5 separate regions of the Mus musculus genome follow, and regions 1, 3, 4 and 5 are each linked to region 2. A link is a contact called in public Hi-C and promoter capture Hi-C data. All regions are on one chromosome and are shown on one strand. The core of a region is the stretch at or near the end of the contact, and the rest is flanking DNA. Distances in the headings are between cores, read along the strand shown.

Evidence for each region. Promoter capture Hi-C pulls out the DNA fragments that hold promoters and counts their contacts. A called contact is a pair of places that touch in the nucleus more often than the background predicts.
Region 1: a promoter capture Hi-C map of pre-B cells shows a contact between it and region 2, with 4 times the contacts expected there. A contact is called at or near these places in 15 of 39 promoter capture datasets (the 3T3-L1 cell line, 3T3-L1-derived adipocytes, the C10 cell line and 9 more), 17 of 484 Hi-C or Micro-C datasets (CD4 T cells, the CH12 cell line, Th17 cells and 10 more), 9 of 130 datasets of targeted methods (the 230-238 cell line, astrocytes, embryonic basal ganglia and 5 more) and 2 of 9 other capture datasets (adipose tissue and liver).
Region 3: a promoter capture Hi-C map of cranial neural crest shows a contact between it and region 2. A contact is called at or near these places in 8 of 39 promoter capture datasets (the 3T3-L1 cell line, the C10 cell line, cranial neural crest and 4 more), 1 of 484 Hi-C or Micro-C datasets (cerebral cortex), 3 of 130 datasets of targeted methods (the NIH/3T3 cell line, cardiomyocytes and differentiating embryonic stem cells) and 1 of 9 other capture datasets (pancreatic islet).
Region 4: a contact with region 2 is called in a Hi-C map of the C2C12 cell line, with 5 times the contacts expected there. A contact is called at or near these places in 16 of 39 promoter capture datasets (the 3T3-L1 cell line, 3T3-L1-derived adipocytes, the C10 cell line and 10 more), 24 of 484 Hi-C or Micro-C datasets (B cells, the C2C12 cell line, the MNK3 cell line and 13 more), 6 of 130 datasets of targeted methods (astrocytes, embryonic stem cells, epiblast stem cells and 3 more) and 1 of 9 other capture datasets (embryonic stem cells).
Region 5: a Hi-C map of muscle stem cells shows a contact between it and region 2, with 4 times the contacts expected there. A contact is called at or near these places in 1 of 39 promoter capture datasets (liver), 3 of 484 Hi-C or Micro-C datasets (CD4 T cells, CD8 T cells and muscle stem cells) and 2 of 130 datasets of targeted methods (memory CD8 T cells and pancreatic cancer cells).

What each region holds. Positions count from the first base shown.
Region 1 is chr19:25,313,789-25,316,997 of GRCm38.p6, reverse strand. All of the region lies in intron 2 of Kank1 (KN motif and ankyrin repeat domains 1), which reads right to left. Among named protein-coding and RNA genes, the nearest start is that of Kank1, 78 kb to the right of the region's middle.
Region 2 is chr19:24,959,847-24,963,030 of GRCm38.p6, reverse strand. Cbwd1 (COBW domain containing 1) reads left to right here and starts at 1,415. Exons shown (of 15, transcript NM_146097.3): 1 at 1,415-1,647. The coding sequence starts at 1,500.
Region 3 is chr19:25,413,979-25,417,012 of GRCm38.p6, reverse strand. The region is part of intron 5 of Kank1 (KN motif and ankyrin repeat domains 1); the gene reads right to left. Among named protein-coding and RNA genes, the nearest start is that of Gm52392, 15 kb to the right of the region's middle.
Region 4 is chr19:25,460,669-25,464,045 of GRCm38.p6, reverse strand. No RefSeq gene overlaps it. Among named protein-coding and RNA genes, the nearest start is that of Gm26207, 8.3 kb to the right of the region's middle.
Region 5 is chr19:24,475,841-24,478,876 of GRCm38.p6, reverse strand. Fam122a (family with sequence similarity 122, member A) reads left to right here and starts at 1,403. Exons shown (of 1, transcript NM_026520.3): 1 at 1,403-3,036. The coding sequence starts at 1,521. The coding sequence ends at 2,375. The region is part of intron 1 of Pip5k1b (phosphatidylinositol-4-phosphate 5-kinase, type 1 beta); the gene reads left to right.

The DNA of each region.
Region 1 (3,209 bases), core at 83-2,582, 350 kb before region 2:
TAACACACCTGCCTGATGTGGCATTATGTATCCAGTTTAACTGTCCAGCTGGGAGCAGATGACTCGGAATAAGGTTTCCTTCAGCGTAGATAGTATCGGAGTTTTTAATAAGTCAATTCTCCTCTGAATCAGCCCTGCCAGTTACTCTTTGAGGTCAAAACAGGCCTTTATAAAAGGCTTCCTTTACTAAAAGGATTTGGAAAGGTTTCACCATAAAGAAATAATAAATGCTCGAGGAGCTATATTTACCTGGATTTGACTCACTCACAATATATGTGCACTTTAAAATATAGAGTTATCCAGCTGTGTATAATCTTTGTTCGTCAGGTTCAGTAACCATTGAGTACCAGGCACATCTAACCTGCTAGGACACATAGGTCCTGGGATACGCATGAACATGGCTCAGCACACTTGTAGAAGACACTGAGAAGCAAATGTCAAAAGGACGAGTACCACTTATTGACCATTCACTCTAAGGATCTCCTCGTGTGCAGCATCCGTTAGATCTCACACCTAAGTGAACATGTCCTAATTCTTCAAACTCATAACCAAGCTCTCCGCAGCATCACCAGTAACTTGCCATGGGAAAAGATGATGGGTTTCTACAATTTTATCCCAAAGATGATGGATAAAGAACTAAAGGAAGGTCTTGATGGGCGATGAGTGGGAGATGCAGAGACGTGGCAAGAAATGCAAGAAGAGTATGTGACAGAGAAGTGGAGCCACTACAAAGGTGAGAGAGGCACACCAACAGGAAGGGCATGCAAGCGCAAAGAGATGAGCGTGGTGTCTTGGAAACACACAGGAGGCCTCAGCCTCAGCCTTGAGAAACAGGAAACAGCAGATGGCTCCCAGGTGCAGTTTTCAATATGGCTGAGATGGTGTTGGGGTAGGGGGGGAGAAACCAGGAGGGCAAATGGGAACAGTAGACTTGCCTGTCAAGAACTCTGAGGTTGACTGCCGGTCACTTTCAAAGACTCTGCCTGACCTAACATTCTGATTAAAAACACCCGAATTCTTTCATTTCATTCCTGTCTCTGAGAAATCCTAGAGCAGAGGAAGAAGGCCTTGTTTGGATGGACAGTTTCAGAGAGTGGAGCAGCTAGGTTTACATCACGGTGGGCCATGAAGCAGAGAGCTAGCAGGATGCAGCACGGTGCGTGACGACCTTCCCCAGGGACACACTACTTCCTCCAACCAGCTCCCCGAAATAATACCACCAGCAGCTGGAGACACCTCAGTCCCAAGCTGTCACAGCACATATGCCTGGCCTGCCCCTGCTCCCTCCTCTCTCCTCTCAGAGTCTGACGAGGAACGGTTGCCTGCTCTGCCAACACCACCCTGCTTGCCTGGTTTTTATCTCCCTAAGAAGTCTTATAAACCCATTCAACACTTTACGCTGTCAACCCGGGAGAGCTGGCATTCGGCCGGCTGCTTCAGGAACACGATGGTTACTCACACAGATAAAAGAAAATAGATCACAAACCGGCAGCATCGTGTTGGGCAATTTATATAGTTAACACTCAATTATTTTAAAAGTAACATGTTTCATCTTTGAAAGGACTGTTTGTTCTCAACTGTAGGTTTAGAAAAGTCAAGACTGAAGCTTTTAAGTGCATTGGCAAACATCTTATTGAATCCTCTTCCACTTGGGCATATATGCAGGGCCAATGTAAAACCATAATAAATACCCAATCAGGAACCACCTGGTATTATTGTAACTGGCTTTTCCCATTTATTTTAGTGGAAGCACTGTGTCATTTAATAGTTTTCTACACCTTTATTTTAATGACTTCGTGAGACTTCATCTTTAAACTCCTTTAACTCACTGAAATAATTTCTTCTAAGTTTTTTTTTAAGATTTATTTATTGTATATGAGTACACTGTCACTGTTTCAGACACACCAGAAGAAGGCATTGGATCCAATTACAGATGGTTGTGAGCCACCATGTGGTTGCTGGGAATTGAACTCAGGACCTCTGGAAGAGCAGTCAGTGCTCTTAACTGCTGAGCCATCTCTCCAGCCCCTCTTCTAAGCTTTGATTGTAAAACAATGCCATATGAGATACCCTTTCCCATACTACTAGTTATTTTTCTAGAAAAGGTGACAGGCCCGTCACGTGAAACATAAAGAGTTGATACTGTGAAGAGTTGCCCATGAGAATGTCAAATCTACTCTCCCATACCCCTCGAATACTAGGATAGTATTTATTTCTCAATATTATATTCTGGCCACACGTGTTGACACACCTTTAATCCCAGCACTCAGGAGGCAGACACAGACAAATCTGAGTTTGAGGCCAGCCTGATTTATAATGTGAGTTCCAGGGCCAGCCAGAGCTACTACTACTACACACACACACACACACACACACACACACACAAGTCTGTCTGAAAAACAAACAAAATATACACAATATATATCCTATAGTCACTTCAAACTCAGTATGTATTTGAAGTTAAACACAGTTTTCCTTCTTAGATTTCTTATACATGCCCTTTGTTTATTTTTCTACCTGAGTGTTCCCCAAATCCATTTACACAACCTCATTATATCAGGGCATTATCCACTTGATTCCCTGACTGTACATTGATTAAAACCTTTGGCTCCACCGAAGCAGAAACTACTGAAGTCTCTGAGGCTCAGAAAGCATCCTGGTTTGGGTCTCAAGAGTCTTTCCTATAGAAGGATAAAAGAATGTAACATTCGCCTGCCTGGTAGTTTCCCCAGCTCATGGTTTTCCAGAAGAGGAACCTCTCTACTTTACTGTCCTACTGCAAAGGTCACAGAAAATTAAGGTAATTTACTCAACAACGAATACTTTCTCCTTTCTTCCAAAGGTCCTCTGACCTTTGACGTGGGTCAAAGTTATGGTCATAGAAACAAATGAACAAACAAGATCGCCCTACTAACTAACAACAGCGCCTTCCTTAGCATCCAGTCCTTGATGAAACTGTTAGGCAGCCACTCTCTGCTTTTACAGACAAACACCCAATAGAAAGATACATACAAGCCGTGTAGGGTCAGGATGATGGCTTACTAAGTGCTTACTACACAAGCATGAGGAGCTGAGCTCAGATGCCTGGCACCTATGCAAAAGCAGGGCATGTGTACGTGACAGACAGCACATGTGTGGTACCCCACTGCTTGAAGGTGAGCTGGAGGCAGGTGGATCCCTGGGGCTCCCTGCTAAAATGGTTCAATAAA
Region 2 (3,184 bases), core at 166-2,665:
AGATATGCTTATCTGGTAGCAGGTAGCCAGTACTTTGTACCTGTTTTTCACCAATTAATTTTTCCAGTCTGGATATGTGGCATTTTGTTTGTCTATCAGTTGATGGGTGTTTAGAGTACATTGAACACCCAATGTATATAACTTATTAAAACCTCATTTTGAGGGGCTGGAGAGAGAGCTCAGCATTTAAGAGCACTGACTGCTCTTCTAGAGGTCCTGAGTTCAATTCCCAGCAACCATATGGTCGTTCACAGCCATCTGTAATGGGATCTGATGCCCACAGAGCAATGCTTGCTAGCCCCTCTTAAAGCCTGAAATTAAACATGGTCAAAACACATAAAAAGATGCTCAGTTTTGTTCAAATCCAAAGAAATACAACTGATGATCACATTGAGGTACTATTTTGTATTTAATTGGGAAAAAAATTCATGTCTGCTAATATTGACATTACACCAATATGATCTCTTACATTGTTGGGAAAATGTATGACTGTCTCAAAATGAAACAAAACAGCAACACCTGAAAACAATTGACAGGAAATTCAGTAGTGAAGCTGGAAATCCAGCAAACCCCAAGAGAGTATACATTGAATGGTACTCTTTTTTATGAAATTGAAAAACAAACAATGGTCAATGTTATTTATGTGCGTGTGTATAAGGACAAACCATAACAAACACATAAAGGAATGTTCAGTATTCCCAAGAAGATTCATGATTATAGTTAGTATTCTAGGCTGGGGTAGAAGAGATGCAATTTAATGTTTTTGGGTTAGGGTACTATCAAGGAATCCACTATAAACACACACAAAGGAGTCCAGAGACTAATGAGAATATTATGAACCAATAAATACAATTATTGATCTGAGTTTACCTTATGTCCAAGTAAAGGAGAAAGAAAAATAAATAAAACTATTACATTGTAAAAGATGAGATAGCTATAATACATAATTATCATTGTAGAATAATTATAATATATAGCATGACTTCACAATTACTCTTTTCCTTGTGAATGAAAGAGATGGACTTCATGAGAATAAAAAAAAAATGGCAACTTGAAAAATGTCTGTCCTGTGGTGAAGCTGCCCAAGCCTAATAGGTGTTGCCTCAGCCCAAGCAACAGACAGTGGCTAACAGCTGGAGCCCACTACAGCTTCGAGGCAAGGGAGCTCCTAGCGTCCTAACAGCAAAGTGCAGTTTGGCCCACGGGCAGAGGGCACGCCCCTAGAGCGTGCTTCACACCCGGGGGGTGTGTCCCTCTCTATAAGGGGCGTGTCCACTGTGCGTGGGGGTGTATCTATCTCTGCGTAGGGGCGTGCCTCCCCCGGGAAGGCGTGTCTAGTTTGAATAGTGGCGTAGCTGGAGGGCGGGCTGGTTCCTCAGAGGCCTGCTCCGCGACGCGTTGTGGTGACATCATCAGCCCCGCGCCGACTGAATCCTGTCGCGGAAACGCGACTGGCGGCAGCTCTTTAGTTCTGGAGTCACTGGTGTCCTGCTGGCGGCATGTTACCTGCTGTGAAAACTGTGGAGGCGGAAGAAGAGTACGCGGAGGATTGTCCTGAATTGGTCCCCATTGAGACCAAGAACCAAGAAGAGGAAAATCTTGACTTCATCACTAAGATTCCAGTCACAATTGTCACCGGGTACTTAGGTAATTAAGGGGGGCTGCCGTGTCTCCTCAGGCACCCGGGCCTCCTGGCCGAGGACGAATCTTCGAGGTAGGGGCTGGGGCCTCTCTTCTAGCATTTTCAAAGGTAGTTTTGAAACTCAGACTCACCTAATGTTATGGTCTCTTGATTAAGTTGTCTTTCATTTGTGAAGCTCATCTCCCCTCAGTTTAGAGTAGAAATAATAAAGTCATCTGAGTTTTCTCATTAAAAAACAGAAAAACAAAAAACCAAAGCAAAACAAAGCCAAATGGTCTATTGTTATTAAAGGATGCCCTGGTCAAGGAAAAAAAAAAAAAAAGAAAGAAAAAGAAAACAAAGATGCCGACTGTAGATTGCCTGACACCTTGCTTAGTGGATTCCATTTCACAGGAACCAAACTCTTCCAGCCATTAGTGACAAGTCCTAAACTGTGCCCTCCCCTTTTGAGGTCCGCTTGGAAAGCACTGTTAAGAGATTGATTTAGAGTAAGACCTTTGTTTTGGGAACTTTCCTAAGCTGGGGGTCTTGAGGGTGCACCTCGGGGGTGTGGTCCTTGGAAAACACAGATTTGTGAAACACGGTGCAGTTTTCTGAAGATCAGTCCACGTGCTTATTTTTTGTTGGAAATGTCTAGATATCCTTTTAAAGCATTACAGTTAACAGCAACAACAAGTAAGTGGCTGAAAATGTGGACAAATAAAAATTGTGGAAAAAATATGAATCAAGTGGTACTCTCATTCCTGTGTGTTGCAACAGACAAGTTGAATCTCGGTGCACCCTTTAGATACAACAAAGAAATCACTGTTGTCTCCACACCACCAGGTTTTGTTTGTTTGTTTGTTTGTTTGTTTGTTTTTCCCCTTCTAGAGTCAGACCAAGGATATTCTAGATTTTACTTGGGCTTCATTTTTATAAAGGAATAACGTTTTGGATTCAGATGCTATTCTATAGAATCAGAGCAAATTTCCTGGTCCAAAGAACATACTTCAGAGTTGGCCCTTGGCCTTTCTGCATTTGGCTTACTGATAGATGAAAGGGACAATACAGGTAATGGCCTGAAGCTCTGAGATCAGGACTAACTCCACCAACCTCCTTGTTCCTGACTGAACCTAGGGGACAGCTGGCCTCCTGTGTCTTTTTTTAAATTTTGATATACCGGGAACACTGTTCCACTAGCCTCCACATTTTCGTTGTTTTTCAACCTATTTCTCTGGCTTCCATCCTTCAGATTCACTTCTGTATAGTTTTTAGTTTAATGTCTTACAGGCATTTCCATACTTAACATGTCCAACACTCTGGACACTAATAATTTCTCAAATCCTGCTCCTGAGATTCCCAACCATCTGCAACACTAACAATATTTCCTCCTAACTCTGGTAGTCCTGAGTCTCCCTGCTCCTTAATATATCTTGGTGCTAGCCCTACCTTTCACCAAAGTGTTGCTTGATTGTCACATCCTTTAGTGGGTTCTACTTGGGTGAAAACTTAAGTTCCTTAGCAGGAATTCAAGGACTTCTATGATCTGGTTCCTTCCTAACC
Region 3 (3,034 bases), core at 328-2,827, 450 kb before region 2:
ATGCACCATCATGTGGGTGCTGGGAACTGAACTTGGGTCCTCTGCATAACGGAGGACCACTGAGCCATCTCTCTAAGTTCTGTTTTGATTGTGAGCTGTAGTCTTTAACTGTAGAACCACCTCTCCAGCTCAACTAGCGTAAAAAAAAAAAAAAAAAAGTCACACTTTTTACTTCTGGCTAGCCTGGAACTCACTATATAAACCAGGGTATCTCAGACTCAGAGACCACTTGTTTCAGTTGCCTGAGTGCTGGGATTAAAGATGTGGGCCCACTAGAACAATATGCCCAGCAGAAATAATTTCTTTCTTTCTTTTTTCTTTTTTTACCAAGACAGGGTCTTATATACACTAGGCTAGCCCATTACTCCTTACATAGCCAAACTTCTGATCCTCTTGAACATCTGCCAAAAGTTGAGCCTCTACTCCTGGAGTATTGAAAATCATAGGCACGAAGGGATCATCACACCTGTTTAGCTATTATTACTTTTGAAAGTAAGATAAAACTTATGCACTGTTTTTACAAAAAAAAAAAAGCCATGTGTAAAAATATTCACAAAGTTATGGACGGACTCGAGATTAAGCTCTGATCACAGGGCGGGGGATGCAGCTTTGTGGCAGGAAGCATCCCTAGCAAGGACATACATGGCTTCATCTTAAGCATGGCTACAAACAACGCTCTGCTTTAAGCCCGTTTATCCCAATGCGCCCTTAAATCTGGAGTGCTTATTTGGTGATGGGAGCAGGCAATGGGTGGTAGCAGTTAATACGTGTTTAAATATATTCATAAGAAGGTCCTCGGCTGCAGTGGATGGTCAGCCTTTTACACACAGCTATTTCCATAAAAAAATTCTGCTGGGAGAGAACCGGGGAGAAGTCTTCTCATTTGATGCAGACACAGGACTCAGATAGCAGAGACAAATACATCCAGGACAAATACAATCAGTCAATTCTCTCAACTCCCAGCCTAGCAGAGCCTCCCTACCTCCTGCTCCCCTCAGCCCCACCCCCACCCCCAGGCCATTTAAGCACTACAGAGTTCCAGGAACATTTGTTTTGGCTTATTTTGATGCTCTTAAAGCATTTTAAAAAGCAGTATAAAAGGGAAAAACAGATACTAAGTGGTTTAGTACAAGAAACAGAGCTAACTAGAAACACAATTCTGTAATAGTTTCCCTTCCCATTCTTTTTTTGTCTGGATTTCTTCCTACAATCTTACACAGCTGAGAGGAGGCCTTCAAGTTCATAAACTTTTCAAACAAACCCAAGAGAACCAAGAACACAAGCGCAGAGGCTCCTGTGAGTGTAAAGATGCATTTTCTATAAACGATGTGGTAGGCTGTTACGTTCTGTTTGTATTCGTGCAGCGATAGTTGGATGTTTTTAGGGTATTTATAACTCTGAGTCATTTGTCTAGAATTTTCTTCCCCTTTCCAGAAAGAAAAAGGGAAAGAAAGGAAGGAAGGAAGAAAGGAAGAAAAATCCACTCTTTAAATCAACATAATTCCCTTTACTGTTGTAAAGGAAAACAAAGCTTACTTCTTAAGGTTTTATTGGTAACAAGAGGGACTTCCTTCCTCCTAGCCAGGCCCAGTGTGCACCTGGACTTGGGCAGGCTGGGCCAGGAGGATCATTAAAAGGCTGGCCTGATCCCACAGTGAGGGTCTGTCAGAGGAGCAGGGAGTGAACTTATGTCCTCTGGCCATTTTAACAGTACCAGGGAGTTAATACTTCTAGTCGTCACCAACCTCTGCTGTGTCAAAAGCCACACACACTGTCCCTCAAATCCCGGGAGAATGCTTATGGCCACTTAGGTGAGAAAATACACAGGGGAATAGCACAACTCAGGATTCACATTTTGCTAGAAAAAGAAAGCATGTTTCTAAAACACAAGGCACATACGCTCACTCTTGTACATAGCCACTACACAGGGGCACTCCAGGAGAACTTTATGTTTCGGTTTTCTAAAGGGCTAACTTACAATCACACACTCCCAATGCAATTTTAAATAGAACGAGAGTATTCTGTGTGATGATGTGGTTAAAAATAACAGTTTGTAGCCAGGCAGTGGTGACACACACCTTTATTGGAAGCCCTTGGGAGGCAGAGGCAGGCAGGTCTCTGTGAGTTCTAGGCCAGCCTGGTCTACGGAGCTAGTTCCAGAATAGCCTGGATCAGGGAGGGAAGCAGCAATAGTTTGCAAGCGGACAAGTGATTCTGTCATTGAACCCTTAACTCTAGAAAGAATGAACTTACAGACAGGGTGAGAGAGGGAGAGAGGGAGGGGGAGGGGGAGAAAGGGAGGGGGAGGGGGAGGGTAAGAGAGAGGGAGAGGGGAGGGGGAGAGAGGGAGAGGGGGAGGGGGAGGGGGAGGGAGAGAGAGGGTGGGGGAGGGGGAGGGAGAAGAGGGATTAAAAAGGGTGGGGGCTGACTAGAAGTTTCAGGGGATTTCCCCCCCCCCCCCCCCCCCCCCCCCCCGCTGAGACAGGGTTTCTCTATGTAGCCCTGACTGTCCTGGAAACCAATTTGTAGACCAGGCTGTACTCAAACTCAGAGGTCTGCCTACCTCTGCTTCCCCAGGACCTGAATTAAAGGCATGCACCATCACTACCACCACCAACATCCAGTAAGATGCTAAAGAGCACTTTTGCTTCTGAGGACCTAGGTCGATTCCCAGCACACGGACATTTATAATTCTAGGACCAGGGGGATCTGATACTCTCTTCTGACCTTTGCAGGAAGCAGTCATTCCTGAATGACATACATTCAGGCAAAACCACTCACACACACAAAACTTAAACAACAACAACAACACCCACAAAGGTTATTCGCCCAAGCTTTCCTTGGCAACTGCTCTGAACAAGTCCACTTCTGGAAGGGTGAGGACAGCAGTGGCAGCGGCTTTCTTTTAGCACGTGTGCAGCATGCGGCAGACTGCACCATGCTTCCCTCTTACAGCCCCCTCATCCATCCCCCAGTCTGCATTACAACCACAGAAAGGCACAAAGATGACTGCAGACAGAATCTCACTCAGACT
Region 4 (3,377 bases), core at 571-3,070, 500 kb before region 2:
CATCACATACACGGTCTAATAAGCTGTGACCTCGTTAGTAGATTAGAACTAATCATACCTGGTGCTTTTGGAACATACGGGGGAATCCTCACACATCCCACAGATACACAACATGCACAGCAAACCAAATGTTAGCTATGGATCCAAGTGCCACAGATTGCCAACATTCAGATTACAAAGTTGTCCCAGTTAGGATTTCTATTGGCTGTGATGAAACACCCTGACCAATGGCAACTTGCAGAAGAACGGTTTGTCTGGCTGACACGTTCAGAGTCATCATCCATTGAGGGAAACCAAGGCAGGAACTCAAATAGAGCTGGAACCTGGAGGCCAGAGCTCGTGCTGAGGCCATGGAGGGATGCTGCTTTCTGGCTTGCTCTTTATACCTTGCTCAGCCTTCCTTTTCGTAGAACCCAGGATTGCCAGCCCCAGAGGTGGCCCCACCCACCATCGACTTGCTCCTCCCCCATTAATCACTAATTAAGAAAATGCCCTACAGGCTTGCCAGCAGCCAGAGCATATGGAGGGATTATTCACAATTGAAGCTCCCTCTTCTATGACGTCAGCTTACTACAGCTTCTGGGGATCTTCAATATATAGTCTTGTAGAACCAGAGCATGTTCAGAGAAACCTTGCTATGGTATGGAATATCCTCAAAGGATCCTGCCTCCGTCTGTGTTGGTAGAGGCTGTATCCTTTCCGTTCCAAGCTTCTGTGTATTACTGTCATTTTGGATTTTGTCTCTTTTCTTCCCCCAGCGCTATGCCTTTAAATCGGGGGGAAAGTCACATTCTCATTTCAGCTGCAAAGCTGTAGCTTCCTTCTGGTGACCCCACACACATATGCACAGAGGCTATGGAGGGAGCTCAGAGGTGGTTGGCAAGTGGGATAATTCTTGTTTCCTTTGGCTTGTTCACATGAGGAGAGAGGAGAGCACAGCTTTGAAAGGGAAATAGGGTTGAATTTGTTAAGTGGGCATGACAAGCTTTCTGTCCCAAGAGTCCAACAAGGAGGTGACCCTTTGGGGTGACTGACTCTTAGTTTCGCTCAGTGGTGAGAGTGCGGAATCCCCCGCACAAAATCAAGGCCAGGCTAACCTTTCAAAGCCTCTGTGCTATTAAAGACTATTTACCTGAGCTGGCAGGTGAAATTATGGCCCGGGGATGAAAACATGGAGGGCGGCAAACGGAAGAATTAGTGCCCTGTTCAAATTAGGTTTGCCGTTCAAGCAGAGAAACCTTTGCCTGTTGGGGCTGCTGAGGGCACCTTCAGGGGTCTGCAGCCAAGGACAAGGTAGAGAAGTGGCGAATTTTTACCATGTTTCAGCAAGGGCTCTTACCTACACCCGTTTCCAAACCTGCCCAAGCCAGAAGAGCCTAGGAAAGCAGGGGCTCAACGGGGCCACTGCATTTCAAGTATCTTCTTGGTTTTGTATTTTTGTTTGTTTGTTTTCCGGTGTGGATCTGGTAACTATCTGCTTTGCCAGAAGACCTGCAGGTTTTTGGGTTTTTTTTTGTTTTTTGTTTTTTCCTTCTGGGATGCTTTGGCCTTTTATTTTTATTTAATTTTATCTTATTATTTTATATGTACGGGTCTTTTGCCTGCATGTATATCAGGGTACCACATACATGCCTACTGCCATGGAAGCCAAAACGAAGGGTCTTTGCTTTCTTAATAGCAAGGAAATGGACAAGAATTACCAGAAAAAAAAAAAAAAAAAGCAAAGCGTCTAAAAAACAGCTCTGTCACACTGCTTCCAGTGGCCTTTGAAGGGGAATAATGGAATCGGTGACTGAGCGCTAAGGCACGCCGCATGCATGACTCATTAAACTGCCATTTTCAGCGCTTTGCCTTGCACTGTACAAATGATAGAATCCTATTACAATCTATGCTAAGTTTAGGCGCTTTTCTAACTGGAAAGCCCTGTGGTCCCAGCACTCACTGAGCCGTGAACACAGACATCATCCGAAACCCACGGACAGTCATAATGGAGCTGAACCTGACAAGCCACTCGGATGTGAGCCAGCAGCCCAGGACCCTTAGGCCGGGATGCACAGTTAATTACTACTCTTTTATTTATTAGCTTTTCTCCCTCATTGGATACAGCTGACTTGCTACTTCCTGGGATGAGACCCGGGGCGTCGGGTGGGAAGGAATAATTTTTTAAATTATGAAGCAATTTCTTTGTTACAAATCTGAGCTCAGATGCAAATGCTAGTCATTGCTTTATACTAGGGCAGCACCCTTTGAACTTAAAAAGACGGGCTTTTCTCTCCTTCGGCTGGGGTGAGCAGGTCAGACCTAGCTAATCATTGGCAGTCTCTGGTGGGTTTCTCGCTCTTCCTAAGGAAGCAGCCTACCTGCCCAGTGACTTCCCACGACCCAGACTTTTCTTAAAACCTTTCTGATATTAGTAAACCCCACAGCCTGCTCCACTCTCCCAACTGACAGGTTTGCTCATCCGCTTATGCAGCCTTTCACCTGGGTCTCATCCAAAGAGTTAAGGACTATCTTTGTCGCTGTCTGTGGGTTTGAGTGGAGCTGGGCTGAGTGAATCAACAGGCTTGGATTTCAGTGCCACCAGGAAGTCATTTTTGATTCCTGCTTATTCAATGGCTCCTTCCCTTGTGCAGACGTTGAAAAAAAAAAAGTCACTCTTGGGAATTCCATCTTTTGCCTTTGTTCCTGGTGAGGCACAGTACATTTGTGGCCAGCAAAGCACTGTCAACTTCTGCAGGAGGACCTGAGTCACTCCATGGGATCCTGTCCCGTGAAGAGGTTGGGTGAGCAGAGGGGGGTGGGGGGGTGGGGGGGGGAGCAGCTGTCCGGGGAGGGGTTCAAGCTGGAATGACCATATCCAGAAGTACTGCTGATGCTCCATCCACTGGAGGCAGCGTTGACACACTGGAGAAAGGACTGGCCAGCGTGCAAACACGCATGTGCCTGAAGATGCCTCTTGATTAAAAAGCAAGCGACGAAAGCAACTGATCTTCTTGTGGGAAACCTCTTCAAATACGTAAAAATGAAAATCAAATTCTAATCCTATGGTTCAGAAGTATCTAACACTTTTCTCCTGGAGATTGCTCATGGTTGCATAATAGCAGATCCCTTATCTAAACCAGGATCGGTTTTTGTTGATAGGAATCACATGGTAACGATTTGTAATCCCAGCTACTTCAGAAGCTGAGGCAGGGGGATGGTAAATTCAAGGTCTGCCTGGGCTATATAATGACATCAAAGCCAACATGGACAACTTAGGGAGACCCTGTTGTAAAATAAAAATGAAAATAAAAATAAAAATAAACTGGTAATAAAGACAGGGAGATAGAATTGTGTGGTAGAAGTTTCACTTAGCATTTGCAAGGCCTTAGGTTCAG
Region 5 (3,036 bases), core at 154-2,653, 480 kb after region 2:
CAAAAACCATGCTGAGTGTGGCACGATATGCCCTTAGCCCTACTTCCTTTGGGAGTGAGGTGAATCACTAGAGCCCAGAAGTTTGAGATTAGCCTGAGCAATGACTTAGTGAGACTCCATCTCAAACCATAACAGATAAAGCCCAAGCCTATTATTCCCCTGCCTAATACTGCTCAGGGACTTATAATCATAGGACTGGGCGCTCAGTCCGTTGACCTCTCAGGTCACCTGTCTCCTTCTTGATTTTTCTTTCCTTGTTCTTCCCCAGACGGGTGGGTATGTTGGCCCTTCGCATTGGTTGGAACACTCGGCCCTGCCCCCACCTCCCACAGTCCACAGGATTTGTCATTTACAACTGAACTCTGCCCAACTGCCCCTCAAGGGCTATATATAGGTAGTGCTTGACCACACCGTCCCACTTCTACCTCCAGCCATACCACCAAAAGTCCCCTATTTTCTCATCCCCCACTCCCACCCAGTAGAAACTGAATGTCCTCACACAAGTCCATTTCCTAGCACAGTACCTGGTACATAGTAAGTAGGTATGCCCGAATAGGAGACTTGACTGAATAAATGAACACATACAACTTCCCTGTTAATGAGATACAAAGTTTTGTATTAATTACATAAGCTAAAAATCTGTTGATCTATGAATGTGTCTTTTTTTTTTCTTTCATTGGATTCCCACACCAAGTGAACATTAGTATGTGCACGGTTAACGGCAGAAATATGACAACTTTTTTAAAAAAGATGTCACAAAGCTTCTTCCTCCCAACCGCCTTAAGTCTACTATTCTCTCTTGGCCCTCCCCGATTCTGTCCTAGTGTAAATCAACCTCCTCTTTGGCCTTTTCCCTGTAGGTTCTAATCCCATGTCTTCTTCCTCAGACCTCAGCCAAAGGCTGCTCCTGTACCCTAATATGCTTCCTTGAGAACGCCCGGGAGTTCATTGTTCTCAAAAAAAGCCCAGAACTTGCTCTTGTCCACCATCAGGCTAACAACCCTGTCCTCCTGGTTCCTGTCTGTCACCTAGCTGGGTAGCAGTGGCTCCCTGCTTCCAGTCCAGTTTTACAAAGCGCCGCCGTGGCCTCCTTCAGACTTCCCTCTGGGAAGCCCACCAGGCCGGGCCAAGCTCAATCATGAAGCCCCACATCACCAAGGGCCTATCTTTCTGAGCTCACACTTGCTTCATAAGCACATACACTTCTCAATGCCCCGGCCTCCGTAACCTGCCTTCCCGCGAGCCCGCGCCCAGTGACTATTTGCGGAAGAAACGAACACTGGAGTCGCCCAACCACTGCTCGCCCCCTGCCCCCGCCGCGGCGCCGCAGCCATGACGCACTAAGCTGGCGCCGCGAGAACGGGCGTGCCAGGGCGCCTGCGCGAAGGGGCACGCCTGCGCAGAGGCGCGAACCCGCTGACAGATTCTCGAAGGCGGCGGCGGCGGCGGCGGCCTTGGGCCGCGGGGAATGGGAGTCCCAGGGCCCTGACTGAGCACCGCCCCCGCCTCCCGGCCGCGCCATGGCTCAGGAGAAGATGGAGCTGGACCTGGAGTTGCCCGCGGGCGCGAGCCCGGCGGAGGGCGGCGGCCCTGGCGGCGGGGGCCTGCGGAGGTCTAACAGCGCCCCCCTGATCCACGGCCTCAGCGACTCGTCGCCGGTGTTCCAGGCCGAGGCGCCCAGCGCCAGACGGAACAGCACGACGTTCCCGAGCCGCCACGGCCTGCTGCTCCCGGCCTCGCCGGTCCGAATGCACAGCAGCCGCCTGCACCAGATCAAACAGGAGGAGGGCATGGACCTGATCAACCGAGAGACCGTTCACGAGCGCGAGGTGCAGACCGCAATGCAGATAAGCCACTCCTGGGAGGAAAGTTTCAGCCTGAGTGACAACGACGTGGAGAAATCCGCCTCCCCGAAGCGCATCGATTTCATTCCGGTGTCTCCGGCACCGTCCCCGACCCGGGGAATTGGGAAGCAGTGTTTCTCACCGTCCTTGCAAAGTTTTGTGAGTAGCAACGGACTGCCTCCAAGTCCCATTCCCAGCCCAACCACCCGATTTACCACCCGGAGAAGCCAGAGTCCCATCAACTGCATTAGACCAAGTGTTCTTGGACCATTGAAAAGAAAATGTGAAATGGAAACTGATTATCAGCCAAAGAGATTTTTCCAGGGCATCACCAACATGCTGTCTTCTGACGTTGCACAGCTGTCAGACCCCGGTGTGTGCGTATCTTCCGATACCCTGGATGGAAACAGCAGCAGTGCCGGATCTTCCTGTAACTCACCAGCGAAAGTCAGCACTACCACCGACTCTCCTGTGTCGCCCGCCCAAGCAGCCTCCCCCTTTATTCCAGTAGATGAACTTTCCTCAAAGTGACTCACTCATCTTGAATCCCCCTCCCCCAATGGAGAGACAAAAAAACAAAAACAAACAAAAAAAAAAAGAAAGAAAAAAATCAAGTTAGAGCAAGCACTGAACTTTGTCGATTACGTTAAAGCCGTTTCCTATTTGACTCTTCCCTCTTTTTGGAAATTCCTGAAATGTTATTCTAGAGAATTTCTATGTCAGGTTCCTGGGGATGCCCTTGAATTCAGTGTAGTAATATTTTCGGACTTTTTATCAATAAGTGTGTTGAAGCATACATTTTACGCTGCTAATATGTCTAAATACATATGTTATCCCTTGATTTTTTAAATAATTGAGAGCTCTATTTATTTATGGGATTATTAAGTTCTGATGAAAATATAAATGTTGAATTTCAGTTTAGTAAACTGATGTTTTAAAATTCCATAGTTCATGGCACACTAATTTTTGGTGTTTTCAATGGTTGCTATTTTACATCTACTGAAGAATTTACCTACTTACAGCTTTAAAAAGAATGTTAGTCATATCAGTCCATTGGTTGTCTAGTTTACCCAGGAGCCCTTGGTATTTAATGTCCTAGGCAGAAAGGTGGATGGGAGGGAAAAACGACAAAAGGAGAAATAGCACTTGCAGCAAATGTTTTAAAATTCAGTATATAAAGTAAATATTTACG